Linked DNA regions of Sus scrofa: region 2 is linked to region 1. A link is a contact called in public Hi-C data. All regions are on one chromosome and are shown on one strand. The core of a region is the stretch at or near the end of the contact, and the rest is flanking DNA. Distances in the headings are between cores, read along the strand shown. Region 1 overlaps VAV2 (guanine nucleotide exchange factor VAV2). Region 2 holds the start of VAV2 (guanine nucleotide exchange factor VAV2).

Region 1 (3,332 bases), core at 462-2,961:
AGCTCGGTGCGATTTTTGCACCTCAGGCTCACCCGCAGTGACATCCTCAGCGCAGCCGGCTGAGTCCTGACAGACTCCTGCACCTGTCCACACCCAAACCCCGTCCAGCCCGTTGCCATCACCCTAGAAGGTTCTCGAATGCCTCTGCAAGTTCATTTTCAAGCCCCACCTGGACCCTCCCTCAGCCGGGAGTCAGCGCCCCACCCCGGGTCTGCCGACGTGTCCAGGCAGCTCCAGGCTCTGAGTCCCAGCCCCTGACTCCCGGCCCGGCGGGGGCTCGGGCAACCTGGCGCCTGCCGTCCCTTCCCTCAGGTCAAACATCAGGCCTGACAAAGCCACCGCCAACCACCACAGCTTCCAGATGCACACGTTTGAAAAGACCACCAGCTGCACGGCCTGCAGGATGTTCCTCCGGTGAGCCCCCCGCCCGGGCCCCCCGGGAGCCTGGTGCTGCCTCCATCCTGCGTCCCCATCACCGCTGGCCCCCCGCCCCAGCCCCATGCGGTGCTGAGCCGCAGGGACCTGGGGCACTAGCTCATCCATGTGGGACTCAGCCGGGCCTCGGGTGCTTGGGGTCCAGCCGGGGGTGGGGGGGAGGTGATGGTCCCCGTGGGTGGCCGGGGCCTGTCCGAGGGGAGATCCAGCCCCAGGCTGCACATTGCTGGGGGGTCCTGGGGTGGGGGGGGGCTCAGGGCTTGAGGGGTGGATGCCCGACGGGGCAGGAGGCAAGGTGGATCTGGTGGTCACCTCACCTGCCATCCCCTCGCCTGGTGCAGGGGCACCTTCTACCAGGGTTACCTGTGCACCAAGTGTGGCGTCGGGGCGCACAAGGAGTGTCTGGAGGTGACCCCTCCCTGCAAGATCAGTGAGTACCGCCCCTGCCCTGCCCATGCGACGGGAGACCCTGCCACGCACCCCAAGCCCAGGGTCCCATCCCTCACGGCTGCTGGCCTGGCCGTGTTCCCACGTTCTCCTTTCCTGCCGTGGTGACCCCCCAAGGCAGGGACCAGATGCGGAAACAGGCTCAGAGAGAGGAAGACGCCTGCCCTGGGTCACACAGCATCAAAAGGCCCAGCCGGAGAGCAGGGTTCCGCTGCAAAGCCCTTCTCCTAACTGACAGGCTTTTTTCTGCCTCTTCTGCACCCCTGCCCAGTCCAGTTGTAAGCCTCTAGAAACCTCCACACAAGGGCACAGAACATTCTTGCCACTTGCATGGAGGTTTCCAGTCGTGGAGAAACACCTTGCCCCCGGGTTCTCCTGCCCCCGGAGGGGTGTGGCCCTCTTCTCCTACGGCTGTGCTTGTAGGTGGTTCACACACAGGCACGGCACTGGCCGTGCTCCCCTCCGCCTGGAGCCCATTTGTCAGATGGGGCAGCCTGAGGCCGGGAAGGGGAAGGGACGTGAGCCCGCCTGGCCGGCACCCAGACTGCTGAGGCGCCTCTGGGTCATCCTGGTTTGGGGGATGAGCTGGTGCGCCAGAGCGGCTGGACCAGCAGCCAAAAAGCCTGAGATGGTTCTGGAAGGTTTCAGAGCTACCACAGTCAGGGGCTGGCTGGGCCCTGGATCTGGTGGGGAAGGGGCCCCATGGATTCATCCCGAAGGCACCAGCCCGTCAAGGGTCAGCACCGCTGGCCGTGCTGTCCGTGGAGCCAAATGCCCTCGTGTCCCCGTGAGATGGCACTTTGATACTGCCGCCCAGCCTCAGGGAAACTGAGCTCAGAGAGCGGTGAACAGGCTCCAGGGAGTCGGGAAAGCGTGCCAGGCGCTTGTCCTCAGGACACCTCTGCCTGGAGCAGATTTTGTCGTTCCTTGTTTACTGTGACTGCTGACCCCATGCCCTGATCCAGGAGGAGGTCTGCCGGGTCGGCCCAGGTCCCCTGGTGCCCACCACAGGCCCCAGGCAGCCCCTCTGGCCCAGGGGAGATCCAGCAGCCCCCCGGGTCCCCTCCAGGCTAGAGGAGGCGGTGCCCCTCCGAAGGCGGCCGTTCGGCTTTGCCCGCGGACACCGCCTTCTTGTGGCCACATGTCCTTTGCACGCAACGACTCAATGGTTCGCTTCTCCTGGAGTGTTTTCCCTGGTCTTAAAGGTAACAGGCATATTTATCCAAAAGTTAGAGAAAAGAAAGAGAAGAAATAAAGACGAAAGTAATTCTCTCTCAGGAACCTATGATGAAATAACCAAAGGTGACATTTTGGTATATTTCCTGCCAAGTTTTCTTACTTTTAGATACTCTTTTGGGTTCCCACCCCCCTCCCAATTACGAAACACTCGTTTCCCATGGAAATTAGAGAAAAAGGAAGGAAGGAGATTAACAGCGTCTCACCATCTCACCGGCAAAAACAGCCACAGTTACTGTCACGTGCTTTCTGCTTTTTTTGCACACGCGTGCACGCGCGCACACACACGTGCCCGTCCCCCACCTCTCTCTCTCTTTTAAAAATTTTTTGGCTGCATCAGCAGCATGTGGCAGTTCCCAGGCCAGGGATCGAATCTGAGACACAGCTGTGGCAACCCCGGATCCTGAACCCACTGCTCCAGGCTGGGGAGCCAACCCGTCCGTGCCTCAGCAGTGACCCAGACCACTGCAGAGACCACGCCAGCTCCTTAACCCCACTCGCCACCGCGGGAGCTCCTCCCTCATCTCGTTTTATGTTTGTTTTTTTCTCACGATGTATGTACTTGGGCCCTGACCAGATAGGCGGTCGCATATCTTTCACGAGCCGGGGTTATCGGCATCCCTGTGCATCGAGAGCCCCTGGTGGCACCTGGGTTATGGGTTTTTTCGGTTTTTCTTTTTTTGCTCTTTAGGACTGCACCCACAGCATATGGAGGTTCCCAGGCTAGGGGTCCAATTGAAGCTGTAGCTGCCGGTCTACACCACAGCCACAGCAATGCCAGATCCCAGCTGCGTCTACGACCTACACCAGAGCTCACGGCAACGCCGGATCCTCAACCCACTGAGCGAGGCTAGGGATCGAACCCACAGTCTCATGGTTCCCAGTTGGATTCATTTCCACTGCTCCACGACAAGAGCTCCAGCACCTGATTTTATTTCAAGGAGCCCGTGGTCCCTTTCTTGTTCCTCTGCCGGGACTCGCCCTGCCCCAGCCACTCCAGCCACTTCTCTCGGCAGATTCCAAGCTGCCTCCTCTCTGACCCTCGCTCTTGTCTTCATTCTGGGCTCAGTCTCCACTCCTTGGCCTCATCAGCATCACCTCTGCCCTGTGCTGAGGACCCGTGCCAGGGCAGGTTTAACTGTTAGCTGCCAGGATGCCCCAGGGAGATGCCAGCTGCTCCCGGAGCAGCACCCCGCCCCTCAAGGAGCCCCCAT
Region 2 (3,520 bases), core at 824-3,323, 150 kb before region 1:
ACGAGGTGGATGGTGGTAGGGTTTTCTAGAATGGTGTTCCCTCTTCTTGATGTGTATTTTGAGTTGAAACAGTCCAGACCTGCTCATGACACCCACACCACATGTTTGGAAGAGGGCTGCTACCAAGCTTCAATCATGAGTTCATTCACTCACATCCAGCCCTCCTGCAGCGCCTCCCCCAAACCCTATGAGGTCCACACAGTGGGTCACTGTCCCACTGTACGCATTAGGACACTGGGAAGGTGTTGAGCCCGCCTGAGTGAGGCCTGAGTCCCTGGACTTGGCTGTTCTCGAGGCTAACCCTGCTTCTTGGTGCCCCTGGGCAGCTCGGCGCCTTGGCCAGGTGGCAGCAGTGCCTACAGCCCCCACCAGGGGGCGGCAGATGATCATCAGTGTTACTGGCTGGCCGGTCCTGGGCTCGTTCTCTTGACTGGTTCCCTGCACAGGACAAGAATGGGGTGCCCCATTCTGCCCTAAGTGCTGTGCAAAGCTCTGGGGTTCCAATCCTGCTCATTCCCCACACGCGATTCTGAAGGAGCGGGTGCTCCCCGTGTCACAGAGGGAGGGGGCCCTGCCAGGGAACGTGTTCCTGCAGAGCAGGGGCCGGAGGTGCTGGGGTTCAGACTGTCCCCCCACTTTGCGATTTCTCAGGGCGATGCTGCCTCAGGCTTTTCCCTTTTGTCTCTGGCAGGCTCAACCCCACCGTCCGGACCAGGCTGCTTTCTATCCCTGCTCCCGAGGCGGCCGCACCCGTTTCCTGGGAGGAAGGATGCATGGACAGGAACTTAGAGCTCACGGGTCACTTGGCCTGATTTTACTCCTGCCAGGGTCTTGGGTGTGCCCCGGGAGGCCAGCTCCTCCCCCACTTCTCCCCCTGGCCCAGAACCTGGCCTGGGTCCCCATCCTTCCTCCCGGGCTTGGGAAGGGTCAAGCCGGACTCCCTGCAGAGGCCAATGCCTGGAGCAGAAGAACCCTCGCTGGGCACTGAGGTGGGGGTGTCACCCTGCTTGGGCTCCTGCACCAGGAACGCCGAAGGAGGAGGGGAACTGGGCCATGGGGGCAGCTGTCCAGCGCTGCCCCAAGATTCCCGGCAAGTGTGTGGGGTGCCCAGAGTTTGGTCCCCTCCACCCCACCCCATGACTGAGCCAGTTTTAGAGAAGAGATCAGACTGACCCGGGGTCACCCTGCATGTTGGCGCTGAGAACCCAGGGCTCCTGACAGCTGAGTCAGGATGGGTATTATTTCAGGGCCGGTTTGGCTCTTTATGTCCTAGAGGCCCTCCCACTGTCAGGCCAGGCCAGCTGCAGCAATCTCTGCCCACCCCTCCCAGAGGGCGTGGCCCAGGAAGGAGTTCAAGGCAGGGTCAGTGGACCCTGCAGACTGCGTGGAGGCCCGCAGACACCCAGGGCCGGATCTGGCCACATCTCTTCCCCTGTTTCCCAGTTACTTAGGTCACATATTCCATCCCAGACGCCAGGATCTGCCCTCCGGGCAGCTGTGAGTGGCGGGCCTCCGCGTTACAAAACAGGGGAATCCCGGCCTTTGTGTGGAGTCGTCGTCGGGGGGGGGGGGGTGGCTTTCTGCCGGTCCCCGTCCCGGACACAGGATGGGAGGGGGCCCCGGGAGAGTCTCCGGGCCGTGTGCCTCCCGCTTCGAGTTATCCCGCGGGGGCCGCTTGGTGGACAGAGGGCGCGCGGGACGCCTCGGCCCAGTCGGTGCCCCGTCCAGGGTCTGTCCTGCGGTGCAGAGGCGCCCAGCGCGACGAGGACCACCTCCTGATCTCCTCCTGGAACGCAGGAGGGACGCAGAGACCACGACCTGGCCATCACCCCACGGGCGAGCTTGCGCGCCACGGGCGCACAGCTTCCCCAAAGTCCCGGAGCCCCTCGGACACAGTCTGCAGACCCCCGGCCGGGCGGCGCAGCGGCCCCCGCCCTCGGCGGCAACTTGCGCGAGCTGCGCCGGGGCAGGAAGTGGCGGGGGGCGGGGGCGGCGCCAGGCGCGCGCGCCGGCCCCGCCCCCCAGCCCGCCCCCACCCCGCCCGTGGCCGCGCCCCCGCGCCCCCCGCGCCCCGGAGCCGCCGAGCCGCGGAGTCCGAGCGCCAGGCGCTGAGCGCTGAACCCGAAGGCGGGGCGAACAAAGCGGCGGCGGCGAGGGCGGCCCAGGCCCCGGACGCGTGGAGCGAGCGACCCGCCGGGCCTTTGTCTCGGGCGGGGCAGAAGCTGCGGCGGCCGCGGGGCGCTCCGAGCGCAGAATGCGGCGCCCGGCGGGGCGGATTGCGGGGCGCTGCGGCGGCGGGCTGCGCGGAGCCCCGGCCGGGGCCCGGGGGGACTTGCGGCTGTGAGAGGGGGTCCGGCGCGCTGCCCGGCGCCCGCCCCGGGACCACACGTGGGCGGGAGCGGCGGCCCGCGAGGAACCGGAGGAGGAGGAGGAGGAGGAAGAGGAGGGGACCCGCGGCGGCGCAGCGGGGACCCGGGGCCGCCCGCGCGAAGCCCCGCCCCGGCCGCCGAGCCCCGCGCGGGCGGGCGGGATGCCCCGCGGCCACCGCACTTTGGCCGGAGCGCTGCTCTGAACGCGCCGGCCCAGCGAGCGGCGGGCGGGCGGGCGCCGCGGGCGCCATGGAGCAGTGGCGGCAGTGCGGCCGCTGGCTCATCGACTGTAAGGTCCTGCCGCCCAACCACCGGGTCGTGTGGCCCTCGGCGGTGGTCTTCGACCTGGCACAGGCGCTGCGCGACGGCGTCCTCCTGTGCCAGCTGCTTCACAACCTCTCCCCCGGCTCCATCGATCTCAAGGACATCAACTTCCGGCCGCAGATGTCCCAGGTGAGGGTTCGGGCGCTCCGGGAGGGGCCCTGGTGGGCGCGCCTCCGGCCCGGTCCCAGGAGCCTGGCCGGAGCGGGGGACTCGGGGACCTGGGCAGGCAGCCGGACGCCGAGCGGAGAGGGGGCGACCCCGGGGCCTCGGAGCCAGCCCTTTCGAGGGGCGATCCCCGGAGGCACGAAGTTGACCAAAGTCCCCTAAGCCTGGGGCGCGCATCCGCCGCCTGCGGGCACTGCCTGGGAGCGCCGGTGGCTGGGCCTGCGCCTCCCGGGGGTGAGGGGAACTCGAACCCCGGCGGGGCGCTCGCTCCTGCCGCCCCCTCTCCCGGGCGCCAGGACCCAGAGAGTGCCCCTCCGACAGCTGGGAGCCTGCCGCGCCAGGGGCCTCGTCGGGCGTGGCGTCCCCCGGCTTCGCGCCTGGTGGCTGGGCGCCCGGGAGGATGAACCCGCTGGCAGCTGGGCTTGGGCCACCGCGGGGAGCCTTGAGCCCTCGGGAACAAGGGAGTCGGTGGGCCGCCGGCGCCGCCCCCTCGCCGGCCCCCGCCTCCTCCTGAACCCCCGGAGCGCAGGCAGTACCGGGGTGGTGCACCTTGGTGGGAAGGAGCCCCTGGTGGCTTCCTGAGTACTCCGTAGTGTGGCCTTTGTCGCCGCCCAGGCACATGTGCCGGCGGGCAGGCAGGAAAATGTCTGCTTGGCCGGCGG

Evidence for each region. Hi-C and Micro-C count contacts between places; a contact is called where the count stands out from the background.
Region 2: a Hi-C map of skeletal muscle shows a contact between it and region 1, with 6 times the contacts expected there. The contact joins the promoter of VAV2 here to the enhancer-like site in region 1. A contact is called at or near these places in 4 of 5 promoter capture datasets (fetal liver, fetal skeletal muscle, liver and 1 more), 23 of 47 Hi-C or Micro-C datasets (adipose tissue, alveolar macrophages, brain and 14 more) and 1 of 2 datasets of contacts at active chromatin or transcription factors (skeletal muscle).

Annotation. Positions count from the first base shown.
Region 1 is chr1:273,322,535-273,325,866 of Sscrofa11.1, reverse strand. It overlaps VAV2 (guanine nucleotide exchange factor VAV2), which reads left to right. Exons shown (of 28, transcript XM_013987084.2): 16 at 313-414; 17 at 777-865. Among named protein-coding and RNA genes, the nearest start is that of SARDH, 30 kb to the right of the region's middle. Within about 2 kb of position 1,711, at least 3 of the 83 cell types and tissues checked have an H3K27ac peak or open chromatin away from gene starts, as enhancers often do. A contact at or near this core is called in liver and skeletal muscle, where this site is marked.
Region 2 is chr1:273,474,803-273,478,322 of Sscrofa11.1, reverse strand. VAV2 (guanine nucleotide exchange factor VAV2) reads left to right here and starts at 2,073. Exons shown (of 28, transcript XM_013987084.2): 1 at 2,073-2,822. The coding sequence starts at 2,619.